Linked DNA regions of Mus musculus: region 1 is linked to region 2. A link is a contact called in public HiChIP or PLAC-seq data. All regions are on one chromosome and are shown on one strand. The core of a region is the stretch at or near the end of the contact, and the rest is flanking DNA. Distances in the headings are between cores, read along the strand shown. Region 1 holds the start of Kif22 (kinesin family member 22). Region 2 overlaps Mvp (major vault protein).

Region 1 (6,974 bases), core at 4,193-6,692, 43 kb after region 2:
GATGAGGGTCTCAAAGCCCACTCCCACAGTGACACACCTACTCCAACAAGGTCACGCCTCCAAATAGTGCCACTCCCTGGGCCAACCATATACAAACCATCACAGTTGTGCTGTGGGCGTCCCTCAAGTAAGCCAGTTCCTTCTCTGCTCTATAAGTAGGGTAGGTGGACACAAGACACAAAGCAGAATTCTCCAAGTGTGATATATACATAAATAACATGGAAGATTTTGTTTAAATCTATAAACAGCATAAGTCTCTGAATGAATCTGAGATTGTCTTTCTAACAAGGTTTCAGACAGTGCTGGGCCCCACTGTGAACTGCCAATCACAGGAATACCCTAAAGGACTAAGACCTCCTCTCCTCTCCTCTCCTCTCCTCTCCTCTCCTCTCCTCTCCTCTCCTCTCCTCTCCTCTCCTCTCCTCTCGTCTCCTCTCCTTCCCTCTCCCTCTCCCTCTCCCTCTCCTCTCCCCCCTCCTTCTCTCCTCCTTCTAAGACTTTACATCTGACACTGACAGAACCAAGCAAGGGCTGGAGAGATGGCTCAGTGATTAAAAGTACTGGTTGCAACCGGGCGTGGTAGCACATGCCTTTAATCCCAGCACTCGGGAGCCAGAGGCAGAGGCAGGCGGATTTCTGAGGCCAGCCTGGTTTACAAAGTGAGTTCCAGGACAGTCAGGACTACACAGAAAAACCCTGTCTCGAAAAACCAAAAAAAAAAAAAGAGTACTTGTTGCTTACACAGAGGACCCAGGTTAGGTTCATGGTAAACACCTGGGGGCCAGGCCAGGAGAAATGTCTTGAGTTTGAGGCCAATATCCTTTTCTGGTCGCTATGGGCACCCCCCCCCCATGTACACACATACACACACATCAATAAAAAGGGAAAAGTCCTGGGTTTTACTGAAATGACTTGTTGATCATTTAGTTAAATACAAAAGGCAAACAAGACAAAGATACAGACGTGTAACTCTTATCTGACACACTCGTCATTTCTTTCCAGTGATTTAGTCATTGGAAAAAAATCCTAAACTATTTTTTATTGTCAAAAAACACAAAAGTTTTTTTTTTAATCCTTATTTTTTATTTATGATATATGTCTGTTTGAATGAATGCCCCTCCTAGAGCGGTGCCCACCAAGGCCGGAATCGAGAGTCAGGTCCTCTGGAGCTAGAGGTATAGAAGATGTGAACAGTCCAATGCAGGTGCTCAGAACCAACTCAGGTCCTTTGGAAAGCAGCATGAGATCTTATAGATGAGCCCTCCCTCCAGCCCCAAGCCTCTATTTACAGGTTAAAAAAAAAAAAAAAAAGAATCTCTGGGGCTGGAGAGATGGCTCAGCAGTTAAGAGCATTGACTGCTCTTCCAGAGGTCCTGAGTTGAATTCCCAGCACCCACATGGTGGCTCACAACCATCTGTAATGGGATCTGATGTGTCTGAAGACAGCTACAGTGTACTCACATATATAAAATAAATAAGTCTTTTTTTGTTTGTTTGTTTTTGTTTTTGGAGACAGGGTTTCTCTGGGTAGCCTTGGCTCTCCTGGAACTCACTTTGTAGACCAGGCTGGCCTTGAACTCAGAAATCCACCTGCCTCTGCCTCCCAAGTGCTGGGACTAAAGGTGTGCGCCACCACGCCAGGCTCATAATAATTTATCTTATCTTGGAAAGTATCATAACAAAGTTCAGAGAGATTCAAGCCTGGATCATTTATTCTAAAATTGTTTCAGTTTGGTTGGTTTGTTTTGCGATCATAAGGGGCCTCTATAGTGCTAGACACTCAGTGCCTGAGTCTGAACCCTGACCTCCTTCCTGAAGGAATTCAAAACCCAGCACACTTGTGAGACAAGTTTCCCAGCCATCCATTTCCCTGGTTATCTTATTAGTTTTCCTGACTATTCCTCAGTTTAGCAATCTTAATTAAATGCTTTCCCTATGTCCCATCCTCTGTCAACTTTTGTATTACTAGCATTCTGAGTTGTATAGTTCTTTGTTTCGAGGCTGTCACACTGTAAACTGTTCAACCCCGGTAGCACTCTCCTTATTCACCTCCAAGTTGTAATGAGCAAACCGTCTCCAGACGCTTCCACATGTTCACTGGGGTACAAACGTCCCTAGGTGAGATAGCTCAGATTCACTTCACAGGCACAGTCACCTGCTCTCTTGGCACCAATTATCTTTTGTTCCTTTTAAAAATATTATCTTCACCCGGGTGGTGGTGGTGCACGCCTTTAATCCCAGCACTCGGGCGGGAGGCAGAGGCAGGAGGATTTCTGAGTTTGAGGCCAGTCTGGTCTACACAGTGAGTTCCAGGACAGCAGGGCTATACAGAGAAACCCTGTCTTGAAAAACCGGAAAAAAAAACACAAAAAAACAAACCATCTTCAAGTTGATGACTCCTCCTTAGCACTTCCTATTAAAGAGCTGTCTCTGGCTGGCAGAGCTTCCGCCCAAGCTACCATCTAGCTTCTCCTGGATGTTCTTAGGTACCTCAAATTCCACCTGTACTAAACTCTTCCCTTGCCCATCTCTGCAACTGTTTCCTCACTTTGCTAACACCCACAAATAGCTCAGACCCCCCACAAGAAGAATTTTTAACTGTTTTCTTTCTTCCCACAGTCATCAATACCTGTTAACTCTTTTTAATTTAAAATTTCTCTGATGTTATGTATGTCTGTGTGCTACTGTGCTGGCTAGTTTTATATCAATTTGATATAAACTGGAGTCACCTGAAAGGTAGCAATCTCAGTGGAGCAAAAGCCTCCATAAGAAAAAGCTGTAGAACATTTTCTTAACTAGTGACTGACTCGGGTGGTGTCAGTATCCTTGGGTTGGTAGTCCTGGGTCTTGTAGGAAAGCAGGCCATGGTGAACGGAGAGTGAGCGGATGAAGTAAACAGCATCCCTCCATGGCCCCTGCATCAGCTCCTGAGTATCAGTTGCAACCCTGCTTGCATTCCTGTCCTGACTTCCTTCAGTGATGGATTAAAATGTGGGAGTGTAAGCCACATAAACTTGCTTTTGGTCACTGTGTTTCATCACAGCAATGATAACCCTAAGAGAACCTCATACATTCCCGATGACCGTGGAAGCCAGAAGAGGGCATCAGATCTTCCAAAACTGGAGTTATAGATGGTTGTGAGCCACCATGTGGGTGCTGGGAACCCAACCAGGATTCTCTGGAAGAACATCCAATTTTCTTAGCAGCTGAGCCATCTTGCTAGCCTTGGCTCTACCTTTTTTTTTTTTTTTTTTTTTGGTTTTTCGAGACAGGGTTTCTCTGTATAGCTCTGGCTGTCCTGGAACTCACTTTGTAGACCAGGCTGGCCTCGAACTCAGAAATCTGCCTGCCTCTGCCTCCCAAGTGCTGGGATTAAAGGCATGCGCCACCAAACCCGGCTGGCTCTATCTTCTTAAATATGTTTTTGTTTTTTGAGAAAAGCTGGCCCTGAGCTCCCAATCCTCCTACCTTGGCCTTTTGCGTGTGAGGATCACACCAGTGGTAGGTTTTAATTCTTCTTCTGTTTGTGCACACCCACACCTATGTGCGAATGCACATGGGCATGGAGGCCAAAGATCAAACCCTAGTGTTCCTCAACATGGGATGAAACTCAGTCCTCAGGCTTCCGGGACAAGGACTTTACCGCTGAGCGGTGCTCCCAGCTTGCTCCTCTCTACTAGGAAGAGACAACCATTCACCACAATCTTCCTGGCCTCTTTTATTGCTAAGCAACGCTTGCTCTTTTTGATATTTTCAAGGTTGAGTAAAAGTCCACCCAACCTCTGAACCCACTTTAACTACCATTTTCACTATCTTTTTATGTACGTGTTTTGCCTGCCTGCATGGAGATCCAGGAGGCAATCAGTCTCTCGGTCTGAATCCTATCTGACTAATGGAATTCAAAATTCGGCACGAAAGTATGTGCACCATGTCCAAGCCTGGTGAACGGGACCGTTACTGGAATTACAGAGCACTAAACCCAGCTCCTCTCTCAGTCCTAACTATCATTTCTCTCTCTTCCCTTCTCTTATTTTGGTTTTTCCAGACAGGGTTTCTCTGTGTAGCCCTGGCTGTCCTGGAACCCACTCTGTAGACCAGGCTGGCCTTGAACTGAGATCCACCTGCCTCTGCCTCTTGAGTTCTGGGATTAAAGGTGTGCGCCACCACTCAGCTTCCAATTACCATTTCTTAATAAAGATTTCTCAAAATACCCAAAGGTTTGTTTCAGATTCTACACTACAAGTTTATGCTTTTCTACCAATGTATTTCCTCATACTACATTTGTTTATGGGACTATTTGAAAATGATTGTAATTTCTTGGAAAGGGCTAACAGTCTTTCAGCACTTTAACGTTTACTACATACCAAGCACCCTGGGTCTCAGAGTCTGTATTCGGACATAACTGTCAAGGGCAGAGGCATTACAGTGTAACTACCTGAGTGTGAATTTAGATTCCCAATATTTACTAGTTGTGCTATCTTGAAGAAGCTATCTACCCCATTTATGCCTGCTTCCTCTTGTCAAAACACAAGTACAGGGGGCTGGTGAGCCTTAGAAATTGAGTGCCTATTAGTTTTCTAGAGGTTCTGAGTTTGGTTCCCAGGGTCCACATCTGGTGGCTCACAGCTGCCAGTAACTCCAGCTTTAGAGGGTCCAACACTTCTGGCTTCTGCGGAGATCCACACATAGGTGGCACACATTGATAAAATTAAAGCTTTTTGTTAAAGACAGGGCATTAACAGTCATGACCTCAGAGCTCTGTACAACATTAAACGGTTCATCACAAAATGCTTGCAGCACTGCCTGGCTGAGGCGTTCTCCTAAAGGTCTGCCTCCCCCAAAGCCAAACAAACAGGCCAGATTTCGGCCTATAGAAAGAGGAAAGACACGCATACGCAAATCGTCTTAGGAAAGATTTGGAATCTCCTGGCAGCCAGCCTTTTCACCAGGAAAACAGCATCCGGTTCCAAGGCTGGAGGGAAAGGATTTTCCTTTGCCGTGTGATCTCACACAGCCTTCAGTCGGAGTGGGATCTCTGAACAGACAGACAGACAGACAGACAGATAAAGAGGCTCTTCGCTGCTCAGTCTTTACAGACGGGTGGCTGCCCGGCTTTACAGATGACACAAATTGAAGCGCACACATTAGCGCTCAGGCTCTAGACAGGAGCTGGAGCCTCGGCAGGGTCTCAACCCCCTCTACACCGCCGAAGGCAGCGAATAGAGGACAGGGTGCGGTGGCGCCCACCTCCACGCCCGCCAGCCAGCGTCCCCTCGCCCTTCCGCCCCGCGCCGGCTGGATTTTCCGGGACCACTGCTACTCTGTAAGTCTCACGCAGTGGTGCTCCCTCCTCCCGGCCCGCGTACCTGAGGTGGCCGACGCCATCTCCCGTCGCTGCGGACACGTCTTAGCCCTTAAGCTCATAGCCTTCCCTTCTTCGGCCCGCTTCTCTCTTTTGAATTACCGGGGCCCCGCCTCCCTCTCAGATTCGACCAATCGCAGCTACGTGCCGCCGGAAGTTTCGGTTCTAATTTACCGTAATTCCGCCGTCTCGGGCTCACTTCCGGTCTCGAAAGCAAAATATTCCCAGGGATAGGGCCCTGGAGTCTGTCACTAAATGGTCAGTAACTGAGGTCCCTGCACTTTCAGGCTTTTGAATTGCCAGGTTGGAATTGGCTAAATGCAGACTTTCGCCCGACTTTTCCTTCTCAGCTTTTCTTCTGAAAGCACTTGATTGATTCTATATTCAAAGTTCCCAGCTCTGAATACAATTTTTGCCTTTTGGAGCGGACAGAATCTCTTTGTAGCCCTGGCTGTCCTGGTGTGAGAAGGCAAAAAGTTCCTCTTTGAACTTGACTCCCCCACCACCACCCCTTTTTTTTTTCTTACTGTGGGAAAGTTCCCAGCCCTGTTTTAGAATCTTGGGACAAAATGCCCCCAGCTAATTGCATGCGTTTGGCTTCTGTTAAACTGCTTGCTTTCCTTTGCCCTGCAACTGCCAAACAGGATGTAGTTTTTGTGTGCTCTTTACCTTTAAAAGCTTCTGTAAAATGCAGTTGAGACTGCTTTGTGAGGAGTTTCTTTCCAGGAATTTTCTAGCGACTTAATACAGATTGTCAAACCAGACTTTGGTGGTCTTTGGGTCTCTAACTAGCAACATTGTAACTCACTATGTAGACCAGGCTGGGTTTAAACTAACAAAGACCTGCGCTCTTCTGCCCTGGAAGCTGCAACACTTTGCCATCTAACCATGAAGGACCACAGTGAGACAGATTATCTTTAGGTAGCCCTGGCTGTCCCAGAATGGTGTAGACTAAACTGGACTCAAACTCACAGAGACCTGTCTGTCTTTGCCTTCCTGGTGCTGGGACTAAAGACAGGAATCAAAGTTGTGTGTCACTACACCCAGCTAAATTCAAAGATATTGACTAGCACAATTTACAGGTCTAGAATGAGACGGCATTTCACACAATCAAGAACTGATTGGTCACAGTCTAGTGACTTAAGGTTAACTTCATTACCATGGAAATGGAAACTGGACTGTTTGACATTTTGGTTATTACTTCTAAATTCTTTTTTTTTTTTTTTCCTTTCTTTTTCTTCTTCGAGACAGGATTTCCTCTGTATAGCCCTGGCTGTCCTGAAACTCACTCTGTAGACCAGGCTGACCTTGAACTCAGAAATCTGCCTGCTTCTGCTTCCAAAATGCTGGGATTAAAGGTGTGCACCACCACTGCCCGTCTTACTTCTGAATTCTTAAAAGCAAACTTTCAGTTTGATATGTAAAAACTTTGCACCACTCTGAATGTTTTGTTGTTGCTGTTATTTATTTATTTAGAGATGGGGGTCTCTCTAAGTGGCCCTGGTTGTCCTCGAACTTACTATGTAGACTAGGCTAACCTTGAAATTTATTGAAGGCAAAGCACACAAAAATGTGTGTAGACTCATCAGATGGGGAGGGGGGCCCAGATTTG
Region 2 (7,183 bases), core at 2,291-4,790:
TCTGAGCACTGCCAGCTTCTCTCCCCACACCCAAGCACAAACCTTTTCTGTAAGGATCACAGCGTCCACCAGATCCAGCACCTCTTCAAAGACAGCGGGGAGATAAGCACCGACGGATCGGACCAGCCACTCCTCACCTGGGTCAGGAGCAGGAAGGACAGCCAGTCACCCACCATCACTGCGTGGCAGCCCAGAGACCAGGACCAGCTGGGCTTTGAAGGCAAAGAAAAGCCACTGTCCCTAGAGTTGAGCACCTAACAAGGTCCTTGAAGCCACTGCTTTCTCTGAGGCCAGAGGAAAACTAACCTCTTTCCCAGAAGAATTAAAAACAAAAACAAAAACAGGGGGCTGGAGAGATGACTCAGCGGTTAAGAGTACTGACTGCTCTTCCGAAGTTCCTGAGTTCAATTCCCAGGAACCACATGGTGGCTTACAACCACCCATAACAAGATCTGGCGCCCTCTTCTGGAGTGTCTGAAGGCAGCTACAGTGTACTTACATATAATAAATCTTTAAAAACAAGAACAAGAACAAGAACAAAAACAAAACAAACCTATAAAACTTTTAGAGGCTGGGCATGGTGGCACATACCCATAATCGCAGCATTCAGGAGATTGATGTTGTAGGATAGGGAGTTTTTGGCCAACCTGGGCTATGCAGGGAAAGAAACCTATCTCAAAAGTCAAAAACCACAAAGGGCCTTCTAGAATGTCACATCAGTGCTACAGGTGCACCCTGCGATGTTGTCTCTAAGCACCAAAGACTAATTTTTCATGCTCCTGCAATGGGTAAAAGGGCCTCTCATAGACCTGAGAAAGTCATTGCCCAGTAGCAAATCACAGTCTTGCCCTGCATGGCCACATACCCTACAAAAGTGCGTCAGTCTTGCTGTGGATAAATGGGAACAGTAAGAGTCTCACTCTTGGGCTGGTGAGATGGCTCAGTGGGTAAGAGCACCCGACTGCTCTTCCGAAGGTCAGGAGTTCAAATCCCAGCAACCACATGGTGGCTCACAACCATCCTTAACGAGATCTGACTCCCTCTTCTGGAGTGTCTGAGGACAGCTACAGTGTACTTATAATAAATAAATAAATAAATAAATAAATAAATAAATAAATAAATAAATCTTAAAAAAAAAAGAGTCTCACACTTGTCAGGGGACTAAATAAAATACCATCTATCATCTTGAATGTATGTGAATATCTCACCTTTGATCTAGAACCAGGTAACATGTGTCCAGTGCCCACAGTTTATGTTACAGAGTGGGGACAGTAAGACGCTATCATGGTGTGAATGCAGGCTCAAGGCTAGCATGGAAGTGCGTGTGCAAGATGCAGCTGGTAGACCTCAGGAGAGACTGGGAGAAATCAGGCGTGGGAATGCATTTATACTCCCAGGACTCGGAAGGCTGAGGCAGAAGGATTACCATGAGTTTGAAGCCATCATGCACTACACATTGAATACCAGGTCAGTCAGAGCTACATGAGACACTGTCTCAAAAGGAACAGACCTGGGAAGATGGCTCAGTGGTTAAGAACATTGGCTGTTCTTCCAGAGGACCGGGGTTCAGTTCCCAGCACCCGCATGGTGGCTCACAACTGTCTATAACTCCAGTTCCAGGGATCTGTCACCCTCTTGTGGCCTCCATGGGCACCAGACACAAAGTGGTGCATACAGACATACAGACATACAAAACACTTATACACATAAAAATAAGGTAATTATATAAATATATATTTTAAATCTTTAAAACAACAACATAAACAAACAATGGAAGACAGACATATGCTGGGCAGTACTGGTAAACACCTTTAATCCCAGCCCTTGGGAGGTAGAGGCAGGCAATCTCTGAGTTCCAGGCCAGCCTGGTCTACACAGAAAAACTCTGTCTCAAAAACAAAACAAAACAAAAACAAAACACATACACACACACCTCACTTCTCTGGCTTCACGTGGTTCCTCTTGCTTTCCCTGCAGGCCCTCCCTCCTTCCTGCCTGCCCATCCACCACAGTGCTGCAGTCATTCCCACCTGTCACCCGTTCCTTGCCATCCCGGTCAAAGCATTCCTTGCGGGCCCTGAGCCGCAGAGCTTGGTTCTGTTTGATGACTGTGGCCTGAATGATCTCCACGACTTCCACCTCCTTCTGTGGGATGTAGGTGCCTGGGGAAGGAGAGGAGGAGACAGCTGATGCTCACAGCCAAAGATGTCAGGGTTATGGGAGAAAGGCAGGAAGCCCCGGCCCAGACAAGCACCAAGAGATGGGGACAGAACTCACCAGGTCCCTCAAACAGCCACTCGTCTCCTGCCATGACCTTGTCTCCATTCTTATCTTCAAAGTCCAGCAATGCCTTCAGATGCAGGGCAGTGTTGGGCAGAACCACCTGCAGCGGGGTGATGTCCTGCAGGGAAAGAAGGGTCATGAGTGTTCAAGCTGTGATTCCGAGCTCAAACCTGATACTTGGAGACCAGAGCCACAGCACCAGTCTCTGAGAGGTCCACACTGCTGTGGATCAGAACAGGGCCTTGTGAATGCTGAGCAAGTGTTCTCCCACCGAGCCACACACCCAGCCATCTTTGTGTATCTCCATTAAAATCCTAGTGTGATATACAAGGTAGGAGTGGGCCCAGGGCCACCAGGTCTGAAGAACTAAGGAGGATGTCACTGCTCCTGAGCCAAGGGCACTCTCTTCTGACTGTCGAGGACAAGTGTAAGGAGGGGACCTAGTGGGAAACTGGGAGAGACATTTAGGCAGCCGAACACCACCTGCAGGACCTGGTTCACACTGATGTGCTAGAACAGGGGTTCTTAGCCTGTGGGTCATGACCCCTCCGGGGTTACATATCAGAGATGTATATTAGGATTCAAAAGAGTAGTTATGAAGTAGCGATTTGGGGATCACCACAACATGAGGGACTGTATAGGGCGGCAGCATTAGGAAGACTGAGAATCACTGAACTAGGAAGGATTTGAAATTCAAACATAAAGCGGGGTGTAGTGGCACACGCCTATAATCACAGCACCTGATAAACGCCAACAGGCGAAGCAGGGATGGAATTGCACAGCAAGTTCTAAGTCAGCTTGGGCTACATGCAACCGTGCCCCCAAAAAGCAAAAAAGAGAAAGGAGGACGGAATAAAGGGGTGTAAAATGCAGGTTTTAATCTTGTAGCTTTGCTTTCAGTATTGCCTTGTGCTCGTAGGAAGGGGAGGCCTTACAAAAGCAGATGAACCTAAAAGTTTATAAAAATGACTAGATTTGGTCTCTGAAAATATTCTAAACGAGGCAGGAAAGATGAGCAGATACGTGTGAGCTGAACTAGCCTACAAAGCTGTTAAAGAATAGTGTCAGGACATTCACCCGAGTGATGCCCGTATTCCCCGTGTAGGTCTGCGCTGTAGAGGTGGGCAGCCACTTTATCTCCTGGCCTCACTCTGGGATGGAGAAAACAGATCTCCCGATCGGCTTCTGTCTAACCTAGACTTGCCTCAAGATCACCATCTTCCTGCCTCTGCTCTCTAAGGCACATGTCCACACACCTCGCTGTCATTTCCTGTCTGCTGCATCACAGAGCCACGGCACCTCCCTGGCCTGCTCCCTGCCTAAGTGACTAGGATGACAGTGACAACTGGCTGCCCCCACTGTTTCTTCCGTTCATTCGTCTAGCTTAGGCACTCCTTCGCCTGGTGGTATCTTGAACCAATACTGAAACTTAGAAAGAACAGAGCTGGGCTGGAGAGATGGCTCAGCAGAAGTCCTGAGTTCAATTTCCAGCAACCACATGGTGGCTCACAGCCATCTGTAATGAGATCTGATACCCTCTTCTGGTGTGTCTGAAGAGAGCAACAGTGCACTCACATAAAATAAATAAATAAGGGGGCTGGTGAGATGGCTCAGCGGTTAAGAGCACTGATTGCTCTTCCAGAGGTCCTGAGTTCAAATCCCAGCAACCACATGGTGGCTCACAACCACCCATAATGAGATCTGAAGACAGCTACAGTGTACTTACATATAATAAATAAATAAATAAATAAATAAATAGATGGATGGATGGATGGATGGATGGATAGATAGATAGATAGATAGATAGATAGGCAGATAGCTCCCTCTCCTTCTCTCTCTCTCTGCAGCAGGGTGGGGTGGTGGTGGTGGTGGTGGGAGGGTTTCTAGACAGGATTTCATTATGTAGCCCTGGCTGTCCTGGAGCTCACTCTGTAGACCAGGCTGGCCTTGAACTCAGAAATCCGCCTGCCTGTGCCTCCCGAGTGCTGGGACTAAAGGCGTGCGTCACCACTGCCCGGCTTCACGGATTCTTTCTAGGATTGCTTTGTCCTCGTTATTTATTGTTTCATTAAAATTTTCACTTTATGTATTCATGTGTGTATGTGTAGCTACACATGAATTACCATGCATGTTTGGAAGTCTGAGGAAAATGCTCGGGAGCTGGGTTCTCTCTTCCCAGCACAGGCACGGGTCTGGGGCACTGATCTCAGGTTGTCAGGCTTATGCAGCAAGTTCTTCTGGACCATCTCACTGACCCCTGGTTACTTCTATTGTCTTTCTCCCCAGCCGTGGACACACCCAGAGTTATGCTATTAGGCTCTCAAGAGCAAGAAGCACCCATTAGGATTTACAGATATAGAGCACTTGCCTAGCATACACAATGAACTAGGTTCTATCCTTAGCACTGGGGAAAAAAAAAAAGGAAAATTTAAGAGTGAGCTGGCAAGACTGCTCAATGGTGATGGCCCTTGCTGCCAAGCCTGGTGACCTGAGTTCAACCCCAGGACCCACATGGTGGAAGGACAGCACTGACCCCTGCAAGCTGTCCTCTGACCTCCGCATGCAGGTCTGTAGCAGGTGTGCATGCCCTGCCCCTGCCCCCATGAAATAAGGAGATACAATGTAACGATAACAGAAAAGGCACTGGCCAGTGGATAAAGTCACTTTAAAAGCATAAAATACCAAGCAGGTAGAGTTAGAACTATTTTAAAAACTTGGTAGACTCCCTTGCTTGGGAGCTCAAGCGATGGGGCAAATGGATGAGGGTCTGGCTATGATGGTGGTCCATGTCTGCATGGCAACATTCCCAGGCATATAGGCATGGATATTGTGAGCTAGTGTAAGTCTGTCTGAGGTGTGTGGGGAGAGCAGGGGAGTTAGAATGGAAGGACTGTGAGTCGTCTTTGCCCCTGATAAGAATCCATAGCTACCTCCTCAGCCCTTCCTACGGGAGCCGCCGCAGAGCAGGCAGCGTCTGCCTCAAGAGAGGAAAGCAAGGTACCTTTTCCAGCAGCTCCCCTGGGTACAGAGGGAAGGGGTCCTGGGCTAGTCGGATCTCCTGGTCAGCGTGCCGGAGCCGGACTTGTCCTGTGACGTCAAACAACACAGAACTCTGGGCGTCCCGGGACACAGGGTTGGCCACTATGCAGTAGTGGCGTGGTGGGACCGTCACCATGCGAACTGGGGCAAACAGTACCCTGTTGTAAGATAAGAAGGGGCGTGAGGAGCCAGGATGATGTTCCAAAGGAGACAGTAAAAGCAAGAGAAACCTCCCGGCCACCCAGATGAGGGTCATTCCCACCAGCCAGGCTGGGACAGCTCTACACCAACCTCTCATTGTCCTGCCGGATGTAGGTCTTTGGTCCAACCTCTACACGGGACACATTACTGTTCTGGTCCAGCACATGGATGTAGTGGTATGGGGGGATGCGGATGATGGCCTCTTCAGTTGCCATGGTGAATCCCAAGCCCCGGCCTAACCTGATTGCAGCACGAAAAAGGACAGGTGGAGAAGACAAAAGATTAAACAGGGCATTCGGGACAAAGCAGGGTAGTCCAAAATTTGCCTCCCCTTCCCAGCTCCCCTGATTGTCCCCTTCCTATTCCCACCTCCTCTGCTTTTTAAAACATAAAATATTTTACTTCATGTCATATGTACTTGCTTACATAAGTTTTTAAAAAAGATTTAGTTTATTTACATGAGTACACAATGTGTATATATACATGTACATACATATATATATATATATATACATACACACACACACACACACACACACACACACACACACACATACACACACACACCAGGCTGGCCTAGAACTCGAGATTCTCCTGCCTCAGCCTGGAATGACACACTGACACACCAGAAGAGGGCATTGGATCCCATTACAGATGGTTGTGAGCCACCATGTGGTTGCTGGGATTTGAACTCAGGACTCCTGGAAGAGCAGTCAGTGCTCTTACCTGCTGAGCCCTGCTTGCATAAGTTTATGTGCACTGTGTGCTTGCATGCAGGAGCCTTCAGAGACCAGATTCCCCGGAACTAGAGTTAGTGGCAGTTGTGAGCCACCATACGGGTGCTGGGGACTGAACTTGGTCCTCTGCAGGAGCAGTGAGCGCTTCTTCTTCTATATGTATATAATGTGACTTATTTTACATGCATGAATGTTTTGCCTGCACATATGTATGTGCACTTTGTATGTACCTGGGGCCCTGCAGAGGTCAGAGGAGGATGTCAGAACCCCTGGAGTTAGACTTAGAGGTGACTGAGTCACCCAATGTGGGTGCTGGGACTCAAACTTGGGTCCTCTCCAAGCACTCCTTACATCTGAGCCATCTCTCAGTGCTCTTCCTCCTGTTCCCCCTCTTCCTCCTCTTCCTTCCCCCTACACCCTCCTCCTGCCCCACCCCTACTTCTGAGATAGCTGGCCAACTCTGAGCTCACCGGCTTCCTGCCTCAGTCTTCTGGAATGAAAAGCAGGCTCTGCCATACCTGCTTCTCCTTTTCTTATCCCACCTCAGACCCCACCTCTGCAAAGAACTGCTTGCTTCCATTTACCCACAGAAGCCAGAGAGATGTACAGCCACCTTTCCCTCCCTCCCGCCCACTCCCTCCACACACCTGTGAATCAAAGGTTCCCATTTCCTAAGGTGCACCAAGCTGAGTGGGGACACCCCGATGTTGCCTTGTCCCACCCACGCTGGAGAGCCACAGTTCTGTGAGGGTTACTGACTTCTCCAGAGTCAAGCAGCTTTTTATTCCACGAGTCAAGAAAGCCTGGCTGTATTCAGATGTCTGTCTGCACCCCTCTGCCTCCCTGTGCTCTAAGCAGTCCTGAGGTGAACTTTTCAGAAGTGGGGTCCCCACCAGGAAAAGACCCAGTGGTTAAGAGCACTG

The links. HiChIP or PLAC-seq counts read pairs in DNA pulled down with a chosen protein or histone mark.
Region 1: an H3K4me3 HiChIP or PLAC-seq map of the SCID.adh cell line shows a contact between it and region 2, with 12 read pairs. The contact joins the promoter of Kif22 here to the enhancer-like site in region 2. A contact is called at or near these places in 3 of 39 promoter capture datasets (hematopoietic stem and progenitor cells, liver and macrophages), 7 of 484 Hi-C or Micro-C datasets (the G1E-ER4 cell line, bone marrow-derived dendritic cells, bone marrow-derived macrophages and 3 more), 4 of 115 datasets of contacts at active chromatin or transcription factors (the SCID.adh cell line, bone marrow-derived macrophages and embryonic stem cells) and 3 of 9 other capture datasets (adipose tissue, liver and pancreatic islet).

The regions. Positions count from the first base shown.
Region 1 is chr7:127,036,978-127,043,951 of GRCm38.p6, forward strand. It overlaps Kif22 (kinesin family member 22), which reads right to left and starts at 5,443. Exons shown (of 14, transcript NM_145588.1): 1 at 5,367-5,443. The coding sequence starts at 5,424.
Region 2 is chr7:126,996,196-127,003,378 of GRCm38.p6, forward strand. It overlaps Mvp (major vault protein), which reads right to left. Exons shown (of 15, transcript NM_080638.3): 2 at 5,614-5,763; 3 at 5,285-5,480; 4 at 2,278-2,401; 5 at 2,031-2,162; 6 at 43-137. Among named protein-coding and RNA genes, the nearest start is that of Mvp, 15 kb to the right of the region's middle. Within about 2 kb of position 3,541, at least 21 of the 459 cell types and tissues checked have an H3K27ac peak or open chromatin away from gene starts, as enhancers often do. A contact at or near this core is called in the SCID.adh cell line, where this site is marked.